Linked DNA regions of Rattus norvegicus: region 2 is linked to region 1. The links are chromatin contacts, called in public Hi-C maps. All regions are on one chromosome and are shown on one strand. Each heading gives the region's core, a stretch centred on a gene start, on an enhancer-like site or on the middle of the called end of the contact. The rest is flanking DNA. Distances are from core to core; before and after follow the strand shown. Region 1 holds the start of Uqcrfs1 (ubiquinol-cytochrome c reductase, Rieske iron-sulfur polypeptide 1). Region 2 holds the start of E2f3 (E2F transcription factor 3).

Region 1 (5,925 bases), core at 1,556-4,055:
AAAACATTTAACAATACTTACTACTTACATAAGTGGCATATCCTCTCTCTCTCCTGACATCTGTAAATAGCTGACAAAAAGAATGAACTTACTGGCATGATTCTTTAACTATGTTTAGAAAGTAAATTTCCTCACAAAATAATAAATATAATGATTATATATGAAAATATGTATCTTTGCAAAATGTATGTTTTAGGAACTACTACAACATTTACTTTTTTAGGGAAAAAAGGAAGGATGTTAAAAACTTTTATTAATCTACCTAATATCAATGTGATGGTGCAAACTGGCATTTGGAATCAAGTAAGGATTACTTCCCCAGGACAATACCTGGAATTACACTAAAAAAATTTGTTGCCTACCTAAAACAGAAAGGAGCCAAGTTCACAGTCCATATTCAACAGGACCCGCAACTACCACCTCCTAACAACACAAGGTAACTAAAAACACTACACAGAATGACCTGTTCGCAAGAGCTTTGGTGACAAAAGAAATCCAGTTATCGACTGTTCTCTCTACAGCAAGCTACATATCACCATTACCAACCAAGGAACCTTTAGGAAACTGTTTCAAAAGTCATTTTCTATGTAATTTGCACAAGTTACATTAAGCAAGATGCTTAATTTAATTCCTCCCTGATGCATGAGCAGTTATTGAAATATCACCTCAAAATAAAGGAAATCTAAGGCATGTAAACTTTTTGTAGTTGTATAGCATCTGCATGAAATCTGCATGAAAGAGATGGCTACCACAATGCAGACTTTCTCCTCCACACACCTCCAGTCCAAATCCACCCATTTGTCACTACCTATCTTTCCATAGCCACCCACATGGATTTTAATGTGCAATTAAGCTACAATGTAAAGTGTGCTTTCAGAAAAGGTTTTGGCTTTGTTCCTACACTGGTTTGGAAAAGGCTTTCATGAAGCAGGGACGCTACCAGTTTTTATCAGAAGCCTTTCATTCAGCTACCTGACATACATAGGAGATTGCTTTTCACCTCTACAATTTTCTCCTCCCTCACTTCTCACCTACTGATCCCCCAACCCAAACAGACTTAGAGCAAGGTAGCTTATTACGTTTCTGTCCTGAAAAGTTTTTCCAAGACCCACTAGTGCTCCTTCACCAAATATCTTGGATCAAACGTATACAAAATCTGAAACTGGGAGACAAAAATTAAGAGCTATTCTACCGCTTAAAATCAAGACCAGAAGTCTCAACAATAGAATGGAAAGTGTCAACATGGTGTAATGACAAAGATATCAGCGAAAGTAAAAATTTTTAATCTGACCTGGAACTAAGGTTAAAAGCTAAATACAGATATGTAGCAAACCCAGTGGGGATCTGCAGGTAAAGCTAACCGTGATGACTCTTGGAAGACAGTCAGGAAGATCTTGAGTCTGGGCACAGCCCAGGATACATAATGAGACCCTGCCTCAACTAGAGACAGAGACAGAATGAGAATGAATGCAGAGGGAAAAGCTGCCCAAGAAAGAAATTTGATTAACATGTAGAAAGGTCATAAACTCAACACTGAACAGTGCCAAGTAGGTAATACATTGAACAATCATAGTATCTGACTTTGTTTGGTATAGAGGAGAAAGCTGTTTGGATGCGAACTTCATTCTTTTAAAATGAATGACAGTTCTAAACTCAATTGTCTGTGTGAACTTGAAATCAAGGTTCATTCTACTTGGAATACTCAACTATAGGAGCAGAAACCGAATAGCCCAGCGCAGCTTCCCATATTTCAGGAGACGCCCAGAAAGCTTTCTAGACTTTTAAATCACAAGGGAATGTGAAGCGCAGACTTAGATAAACTAGGAAGAGACCATGCTGCATGGATTCCCACTGTGTGGGCCACTTCACCTCTGGTGGTCTATTTTCTGTAAAAAGAGTATCATTTACGTCTGCCTGTCTTCACAACTAAGGTTATGAAAGCAAGAGAGCCAGGTATCTGAAACCACTGCTAACCCCCTACAGTGGAACTGACCTCAGGGCTGGTTTTGTGTTTATTGGGATGGGGCTGCTGGGGAGTCAGGATGCTGAAAAGCGGCGGTACCAGTACACTGACAACTTCCTACATGTTTTCTTGCAACTTCTATTTTGAACACTTAGCGTCTAAACTGTACCAGTGGTTTTACATAGAATTCTCTCATCTAAGACTCACGGCACCCCTACAATATGATGATAGCAATGAGGAACTTGCCCAAGGTCAAACTACTGTAACCAACATAATCTCCGTCACTTAGCCGAGATGGACGGAGGCCAATCTTAAAGTTAATCAAGGAAGTCAACTGCAGCCTGACGAGGGAACCCAGACTAACGTGCAGACTGGTTCCTGACGCCTGGGGGATGCGGCCCCTGGAGCATCCCAGCGGCATCCGGTCACCGTGAGCCCGCCTGCTCGAAGAGGCGCTGGGCCTGCCAAGGTCGCTGCGGCCAGTCCACCACATCCCAGCGCACCGCCCTCTGCCGCCGCCCCGGACCTGGAGCCGCAGGGAAACGAGATCGGGGCACCCTGAAGCCGGCTCACCATTCAGGCCCACTGTGGCCACCAAAGGACGGGTCGCGGCCTGGCCACTCAGCGACTCACGGCACAGGAAGGGTCGCTTCACGTCCAGAACCGGTGGTTCCGAGGTGGCGGGCACCGCGCTTTGCAGCAGGGGCCGCAGCGCTCCCGCCACCCCGCGGGACGTGGCCGATAGGACGGGCGCGAACGGGCCCGAGCGGGCAGCGACCGACAACATGGCGACAGCTGCTCCAACTACCTAGTCGGTCACAGGGACGACCTTCCGTTCGAACGCAGGCCCGAAGAGGAGCGGGAGGCGCAGGACTTGTGACGTAAGCGCGACGCCGGAAAGGGAATTTCGTAAGGCTAAGCGAATCCGGAGGATTGCCGCGTTGGAGGCGTGGCTACGGGCGCAAATTGCGGGCGGGAGGGGAAAGGGAAGTACCTAACGCTGACGCTGGGGTCTGACTTGGTCGCTTTGCCCCAGGAAAACAGAAGTCAGTAGCAACTTCTTGTGGTCGTGATTGAGATCCTTCGTTTACGGCGAAAACTTAAATCAGGGACGACCTAGGCATGAGAAAAAGTTATTACAGAGTTAAAGAACAGGCTATTACTACTTCCTAACGCCTATCATGTAGAATAAATACCAGCCACTTTCTGTCTTTTGCTATGACAAATTTTATCATCTTAAAACAAAAAGGCCAGAAACCTTTATACAAAATTTGACAATATCCGTGGCTTACAATTTTTCATCATACACCACGCTTTGGATTTGGTAGTTTCCTTCATTGTTCATTTGTAATTACGATCTTGAGGAAATAACACTAATGATATCAACATTTTACCAGTGAAGGACCTGGTCCTTAAACCCTTTGCTCAGGCATGGATTGCCAGCAAGCAGTGGAGTCCCCTGAGTTTTTTCTCTCAACCAGATGTTTTCCCAAGTGATATTTTAGGCGGTACAAAAGGGGGGAACTCTCAATCACTCACATAGTGAGAAAACTGCACCTGTGAGCCTTTTAACTTCTCTTTCAGTTCTGATTACACCAATAACAAAGCCTCGGTGCGATGCTAATAAACATTAATCCCCCTTACATTTGAAACCCACTTTTCGAAGGGGAATAGACCTTGATTTCAAGTTCACACAGACAACTGAGTTTAGAGATACTCACTTTAAAAGAAATATACAACTTTAATTTAAAAAACCCATACAACTTTCTCTATACCAAATACTTTGCTTATTCTTTTAGGGTTTAAAAATCCAGTAAAAAATAAAAAAAAAAATTAAGCAGTGCACACTCTGGCATGATTGTGATATGTTTGTATAATATGTGGACTTTAGAACCTTGGCTGGTTTCCAAACTTTTGGAATTGTGAAACAATGTAGTTGTGTTGTTTTAAGACACTATGTTTGTTGTTGTAGCAATGTAAAACAGAGCACAGGAGATCTGTGTCCTCACACAGTGGAATGATTGCAAGGGGTCCTTAGCAAAGGAAGATACTTGCTGGCTAGTCTGGGTCCTTTCTTGTCATTGTCATTTCACTTGGTTATATTCTAACTCTCTGACTGAGGCTTCCGAGCATGGGCCTTTGGGTTGGCACAGTTCTACAATGCTGGACCCACTGTTAAATGTATCAGGATGCAAAGAGGCAGCTGCCCTAGTTCCAAGGATGTGAGCTGTAGTCTATGCATTCTGAAGTCTGGGGAAATGGGTGCTGATGGATGGGGAGGGCTGTAAGCTAAGGAAACTGCAATTGTTCCATAGCAATTTTCTCCCAACTGAAATGGCCCATTCTGGAGGGAAGTTGGCTCCTTATGGTTCAGCAGGCTCTAACTTGAAATAATCCATCCTGGATGGAGTATTCTTTAAGTTCTTTAAGACTTAGCAAGGAAACAACTCACAAGCCTCAGGAAATTCCTAAATCTACCAGTTTACAAGGCCACTCTTTCTCCAGTGTTATAAAAGCAGTAAAGACTAGAGAAGGAATTAGATTCTTTCTGACCAGCAGAACTGTCTGAAACTCCAGGGAGCTCCAGGACTGCAGCTTCCTTAAGTAAGCATTCAAGCTGCAGTGAGATTTTCAGTGAAACAGCTGCCTTTGAGTCATCCATGTCAAGCAAAGCTCACTGGGTTCACTGGGCGGGACGTTAGTAGAACCTCTGATTTGCTTTATTGGTGGTGACCCACCTGCAGTGACTAGGCATGTGTCTATGTTTCACATAACAGATAGATGTTCTCTTGTTGACAACTCAGTGGATGGCATGTTAGGCCAGAGCACACCCTGAAGAACATTCCTCCTTAACCACTTTATCGTTTTCCTTAACCACTTTATTTTGTTTTTCCCAGTGAATAAATTTATCAAGCAATGTTTCTGTGAAATAATAAAACATAGCAAATATGAGTTTTTTATATCTAGATGGGGAAAAATGGGCGTATTTTAGAAAAAAATTTCACTTAAAACTAAGCAAATGAAAGTTAAATCAAATAGTATTACTTTAAGAATCATAACTTTTTTTAAGGTCCAAAAGATGAAGACAAAGCATTTACAGATCTCTGCATGTGGAGAGTAAAGACTTCTGAGTCATGGCAGTGAGGGAGACAGGAGTTGGGGTGATGGACACTCACACCTACGCCAGGGATGCTGGGAAGATCTCCAGTCCCACCTTGATTTGTGTCTTCAGTGGTGTCAAGAGCTGGCAATGCTCATTGCTTCAGACAATGCCACAGTAATGGAACTCTTCAATATGGGGAACGAGTCTGTGAGATGCTTTATTTTCAAGATGCTAGTTTTTTTTTTAAGTTACATCCTGATTTTTCATCTCTAAAATACCTTGAAATAAACACTAAATCCCCGGAAATTTGAATTTTAATGCTTAAATATTAACTTCATAACTTAGTTGTCAATATTATTGTCTCTGAGGCTACCAGTGTACAGCAATGTTCATAAGGGCCCACAGAAGTCTCCTTTGCTCACCTTTTTGACAGAGAATTAATTTTTTAACATCAAACTATAGCAAACAGTCCCTCCTCTCCTGCATTCTTCCTCCTTCTCTTGAAAATACTGATGCATTAGAACCATGGTTAAAATTTTTTCCTTGAACTTCTCATTCCTTAAATTTTTTAAATAAAATATTTACTCTTTCAAAAATATTTCAAAACCTACTTTAATATTCTTTTTTTCCATTTTTTGATAAATGTTAAACTACACATGCATTCCGTGTCATGGTTGATGTATGGATGGATGATTTTAACGGGTTGGGTGTGAACACAAGGTGTGAGGGGTTTGTTTTCAGTGTATATCCACTTATTAGGAAGTAAAAGAAAAAATAAATACCATGAATCAATATGAAATAAAATATAATAATTTAAAACCTATCAGTGTAAGTGTACAAATTTGATTTTCTTTTCTGT
Region 2 (5,925 bases), core at 1,408-3,907, 620 kb before region 1:
ATTATAAACAGAAAGGAAATTTTTAAAAATTAATTCTTTCTCTACCCACCCCATTTCCCAAAGTCCTATATATGTGTACAGACTTTCTTAAGAGATCCCAGCAAAACACTGATTGTGCAAAAACACACACACATCTAGACCTAGGACTAGGTGAGGTCCTCGACTGGTATTACCATGCAACCATAGGTATCTGAGTCCGGGTGGGTTCTAGCCTGGTCGGAGCCAAGCCTCAACACGAGGGTGAAGACAGAAGGCATGGAGGAAGGAATGCAGGAGAGAAAGGAAGAGGGGGAGACCTCGGGGCCACACTTCTTTCTAGTAGCAACAAAAAGGGAAGCCGCATACTGACCTAAATCATCTCTCAAAGGCGCTTTATAAATTACAGGGACAAAGGGAGGGGGTGGCGGGTGGCCTGGGAACCCCACAGACACCCTACCCTCTGACCCGCCCCCTCCCCCTCCAGCACAAGGGAAGCAAGACAGAAAGCAGCTCAACTCGGCCACGGGCGTGAAGCCCTCATCTGGGTTTCAATTGCCCATCCATCCACCCCCCAAAAGAAACACACGTAAACACTATACCCACCCCGGGGGCGGCTACTCCCGCCCCGGGGCTCCTAGAAGCCGAGGCCGGGGATTTACTTAGTTAGATTTTTCTTGCTTACTCATTTCCCTCAAGCACCCAACCCCCCGTTCCCACTCCAAAACCCCGCTCGGTCGCCTACCCTCCGGCTCCGGCCCCCCGGGGATCCGGGGTCCCCGCGGCGGTGGCTCGGGCCCCCGCGCGGTCCGGGTCACTAACCTGCTGCTGTAAGGGCATTTCCGAAAGCAGCCTGGCTCCGGGGGAGGTGGGGGGCCGGCTGGAGAGGGGGCCCGAGGCCGAGTGGAGCGGCGGCGCCGGGCGAGGGCGGGCGCCGTGGGGGGGGTGGGGACGGGAGAGGGAGGGTGGCGGTGCCGGGTGCGAGGGCGCCGGGACCGTCCCAGGCCTGGGAGCCGGCGAGCAGGAGGAAGTGGGTGCCCCCTCTCCCCCTCCAGCGCCCCCTCCCGCCGGCGCCTCCTCCCCAGTCACAGGCGCGTCCTCCGCGCACGTGTGCGAAACGTCACCGGCGGGTCCCGGAGAGAAGGGACAGATCCTGGCGGCGGGACGGGAACCCGGCTGCCCCCGCCCTCCGTCGCCGGGGGGCGGGGAGGGGGACAGGGCGGGGAAGGAAGGGGCAAGGGGAGAGGCGGGTCAAGGGCAGGCCCGGGGCCCGGTGAGCAAGGCCCCAGCGCTCCGGCCACGCGGGCGCCGCCGCTGCCACCGCGGAGATGCGCCCAGGCCGGAGCACCCGCCCGCCCGCCCCTTGTCGCAGACAGCGCGAGCTCTGGTCTACCGGGGCTCTCAGCTCCACCTCCCCCACAGCGATACCCGTCCACCTCCCAGATCCCCTTTGTTGCCGGGAGCTAGGTCCCCAAAGGTGCCAGGCACTGGCGCCCCAGCGCTCGGAGCACGCCTGCGGGACCCCCGGCCGCCCAGGGGCTGCAGAGGCAGGAGACAGGCTTGCACGCCTCGGGTCCCCCGGTTTACATCCTCTGGGGTCCCCCACTCTCCAGTGCACTACTCCCTCCCCCACCCCCTTCTCCATCCGGGGCGTGACCCCTTCCTACGCCCGAGAAAGAGGAAGCTTCGAGTTGCAAGGGAGGGGAGAGTGGGGGTAGGGAAAAGTGCAGGAAAAGAAGGGGGGGCGCGAAAAGTTTTGGAGTGTTGGATGTGGCTCGCAAAGAGGGACTCCCCACCGCCCCGCGCGCCAGCCCAAGCCCCCATGTCCTCCCAACGTCCGCAGGGAAGCACCCCGAGTCTAACAATAAGCACACGCTGGAGGGACAGCAACGAGGCCCACGATGCTCAGCCTCGCGCTCCCGCGCCACCGCTCCCGGGAGCCCGCCTCCCACCTGGGCTAAGGACACTGAGGAGGGTATTACCGGTGGGCCACCGCCGCCGCCGCGTCCTGCTGCTGGTGGCTGCTGTAGCAGCCCGGCTCTGCTGGAGGGTCCTTGTGGCGTGGTGTAGAGGAGGCTGCTGGCGGCCGGCTCCGTGCCGGGGACACTGGGGAGAAGGGGGCCGGCGGCCAGGGCGCCGCTTTGGAGGGAGGTGGCACAGGACGTGGTGGAAGGGTTCGTGGTGAGGATCTGGATGTACGTGCCCGGGGCGGCGGCGGCGGCGAAGCCGGAGCTGGCTAGCAGTGCCCTTTTGTCCATGGAGGCTGCAGCGGCGGCGGCGACGACAGCCGCCCCCTCCCCACCCCCGGCGGTCACCAGGTACTGCTCCAGGGCGGGCTGGATCCCCTTTCTCATCTCTCGCTCCTGCTCTTTTTTAGTGTTACGATATATTAACGTATTGCTTTCAATTTCTTTATTATTTGCAGCCGGAGTTTCCAAGTCTCTCCTTCTCGCCTCCCCTCCCGGCGCTTCCGAACCCTCTCTCTCTCTTTTCTTTTTATTTTTCCGCACCGCACAGGCCCCGGGGGCCAAAAATAATCGGGGGTCTGGAGAGAGGAGGGTCCCGGCCGCACGGATATCAGGCCCCGAGGAGGGATGGAGGCGTCGGGGGCAGCCGATGCAACGGATTGCGAGGCGGCGGCGGCAGCCCGGGTGCTGCGGCCGGCAGCTGAAAAATGGCTCCAGGAAGCTGCTGCTGACAATGAATGAAGGGATACGGTTTACGCGCCAAGGTCCTCCCGCGAAACTCAGATTTCCCGCCGGCTTTTCAAACCATATTTGCATATCTCCGCCCCTCAACCCGCCGAGGACTGTTCCCACAGTCCATTGGATCGCTGTCGCCTTACTTCGGTACCAATCCTGGAGTGAGGTCGCCACTGGCTGTTTTCCATTGGCTGCCATGCACCATGGTTACCGGGGTGACCTAGGCTTTATTTGCATAGGAAAATCTGATTGGGTGGAAGCAGAGCAGGCTTCTTAGGAGGTGGGGCAAAGTCCTACTCTCCCACGGAAAGCCACGCCCATCACAGGCCCCTCCCTCGCTCCTACCCGCGGGGCTGGCTCTGATGACCTGGGCAGGGACTCTGCCTCGCAGACTCAGTGTGGATCTAGTCTGGAGCGCAAGTTTCGGTTTTGGAGATTGTCAAGGTGACACCCTCAGGGACTTTGTTTCCTTTAACCAATCAGGGTAGTAAATGAAGAACTGGTAGAAATTCTCCCAAATATGTGTCAAAGGCAAGTTGGACCCGGCCTGGCAGGTGGAAAACTGAGCCCTTTAAATCCTAGGTTTCTTCCTTCCTGAAATCCAACCAATGACGTGAGAGCGGATCCGGAGGCCGAGGCTGATAGACAGAAGCATGTGGGCAGACAGAACCGTGGGGGTAGAAGGTTCAGCTGACGCGACTGCAGGCACACTTTAGTTCATATTCCAGATCATTCCTGGCAGCTTCATGATTAGCCCGAATTCGGTTTAAGTAAAAATTAACTCTTTGTTCAGTGAACTCTTGTTACAAGTATAGGTTTGAGTCTAACAAACACCCTCTCTGGCCCAGAAACAATCAGGGGAGTTAATCAGGGCTAACCTAGAACTGATCCGCGGGTTTTTAATCCGCCATGCAGCAATCCAAAGAAGTACAGGCTTTTATGGTGACGTGGGACTTCCAGTGAAAGCTGCCTGCACTCGGCTCTTTACATCCTGAGACTCCAGGAAATTCTTCAGCAAACAGCAAACACTACAACCCAATCCTAACCCAATATATTTTAAAAGAAAGAAAAAATGTATGCACATTTATGTATATATGTAAATCAGAAGATGTCAAGGAAAATGAAATAGTTGTCGAACTGGCTTCTATATGAAAGTGAATACTTATGGATCTTTAAAATGAGGATTGTGGGGCTGGAGAAACGGATCAGTTAGTAAAATGCTTACTTGCGTAAGCGAGAGGACCTAAATTTGATCCCCAACACTCACATTTAAAAAGTTAGGCATGACTGCATGTATCACTAATCCCAGAACGGGGAGATGGAGACCTGAAAATCCTTGGGGCTTGCTGGTCAGCAGTGAAGCTAGTTGGTAAATTCCAGACTCATTGAGCTACCCTATTCTGAAAACTAAGGTAGAGAGCTGTTGAGGAAAACATCTGAGGTTGGCCTCTGACTTGTATGTGCACGTGTATACACAAGCTTGTGCATTCACATGTACACATACACTTGTACATGCACAAGAAAAGTATTTAAGACTGAGGAGGAAGGTGAGGAACGATGTAGACCAGATTTTCATTTAGTAGCTGAGAACTGTGGGAAACAGCTGTTAAGATATATGGTTCTACCTCAGGCACATTATAATTTTTAAATGTAGGGTATTTGGTGGGTTGCTCAGTGGATGATGAGGCTTGCATTACACAGAGTACTTTCATCTGAGTATTATTTATTATTATTGTTGCTATTATTATTATTATTATTATTATTATTATTATTATTATTTTACCCAAACTCACATTCAAACCATATATGAAGCCTAACAATTTGAGTCAGTTCAGGTTAGGACCATTTAATATTTCAGTCCTATTACCATCTCTGGAATTAAAAATATTGTTAAGGGGCTGGAGAGATGGCTCAGTGGTTAAGAGCACTGACTGCTTTTCCAGAGGTTCTGAGTTCAAATCCCAGCAACTACATGGTGGCTCTCAACCATCTTTAGTGAGGTCTGATGCCCCTCTTCTGGTGTGTCTGAACACAGATACAGTATACTTACGTATAATAAATAAATAAATCTTTTTTAAAAAAAAATACTGTTAAGCTTCATGCCAGGCTTGGAAGCACTTTGGTTTTGCATTCAAATTGGTTGAAGAGCCATAGAATTTGTACATTTGAAGATTGGTGGCCAGTAATCTTATTGGCTGTGTTTGTAGAGTCGGTAAGGTGAAATTCAGAAGGCACACATGCCTGGTTGAGTAAGAGGGAGGAGAACCACTTCTTTAATCTTATAACTGTCGCTTTGCATTGTGGATCACTGTGGAGAAAGCTAATACTGTAAGCTAGGACACTGGCAGCTGCGTGATATTCCTGTAGGGAGGTTACTGTAGGGGGAGGGGTGTTGCAACATGTCATCAGAGAGCTGCATCCGACATTACAGACAATACCAGATTTCCGTCTTTGCAAACTTGAGCTCCCCATAGGTGACCAGCAGTAAGGTAAGTAGGGCATAACCCTGGGAGCTGAGAAAAAAGTCTGGTTGGTAAGTCACTAGGACCTGTGTTCGGACCCTAGAATCCATGAGTCCTTGGTGAGAGTCAGCACATTTTAGTACATTTGCACTTAGGGGTCAGTATAATCTGGGTCTCTCTCTCTCTCTCTCTCTCTCTCTCTCTCTCTCTCTCTCTCTCTCTCTCTCTCTCTCTCTCTCTCTCTCCTGCTTGTTTAAAAAGAAAATAAAGGTCAGAGAGATGGTTCAGCTGGTCAAAGTACACTGGTTGCCAAGAGCTACAACTTAGAGTTTGATCCCCAGAACCCATGTGGGGGAAAAAGGTTGACTCCCCATGTTGTCCTCTGGTCTCCACCCTACATACCGCATGTTATTTTTTATTATTGTGTTGGGGGAGGTGAGTGATGCATGTGACTGTTGACACACACCACAAGGATGTAGAGTCCAGAGGACATGTGCGTGGACTCAGTTCTCTCCTTCCACCTTGATTGGGATTGAATGCAGCTCAACAGGCTTTGGTGCCAAGCTGGTGTACCATCTCACCTGTCCTGGCGTCCGTCCTGGCTCACCTGTTTTCTCATATGGTAAATGGAACTTCATATTCTAGAACTCGAGCTGCAAGGTGGTGCGGAAAAGAGGCCATAGCACATGTGCAGTGTTCTGGGAGCATAGCGGCTGTGCAGTCGGCAGTAGCTACTTAGGAGGCTACTAATTCACATGAGCATGCTTCGTAATTCCTTGTAGGCC

What was found. Hi-C and Micro-C count contacts between places; a contact is called where the count stands out from the background.
Region 2: a contact with region 1 is called in a Hi-C map of kidney, with 2.8 times the contacts expected there. The contact joins the promoter of E2f3 here to the promoter of Uqcrfs1 in region 1. A contact is called at or near these places in 2 of 12 Hi-C or Micro-C datasets (the A7r5 cell line and kidney).

Annotation. Positions count from the first base shown.
Region 1 is chr17:34,183,482-34,189,406 of GRCr8, reverse strand. Uqcrfs1 (ubiquinol-cytochrome c reductase, Rieske iron-sulfur polypeptide 1) reads right to left here and starts at 2,805. Exons shown (of 2, transcript NM_001008888.1): 1 at 2,537-2,805. The coding sequence starts at 2,750.
Region 2 is chr17:34,807,148-34,813,072 of GRCr8, reverse strand. E2f3 (E2F transcription factor 3) reads right to left here and starts at 2,657. Exons shown (of 7, transcript NM_001137626.2): 1 at 1,959-2,657. The coding sequence starts at 2,330.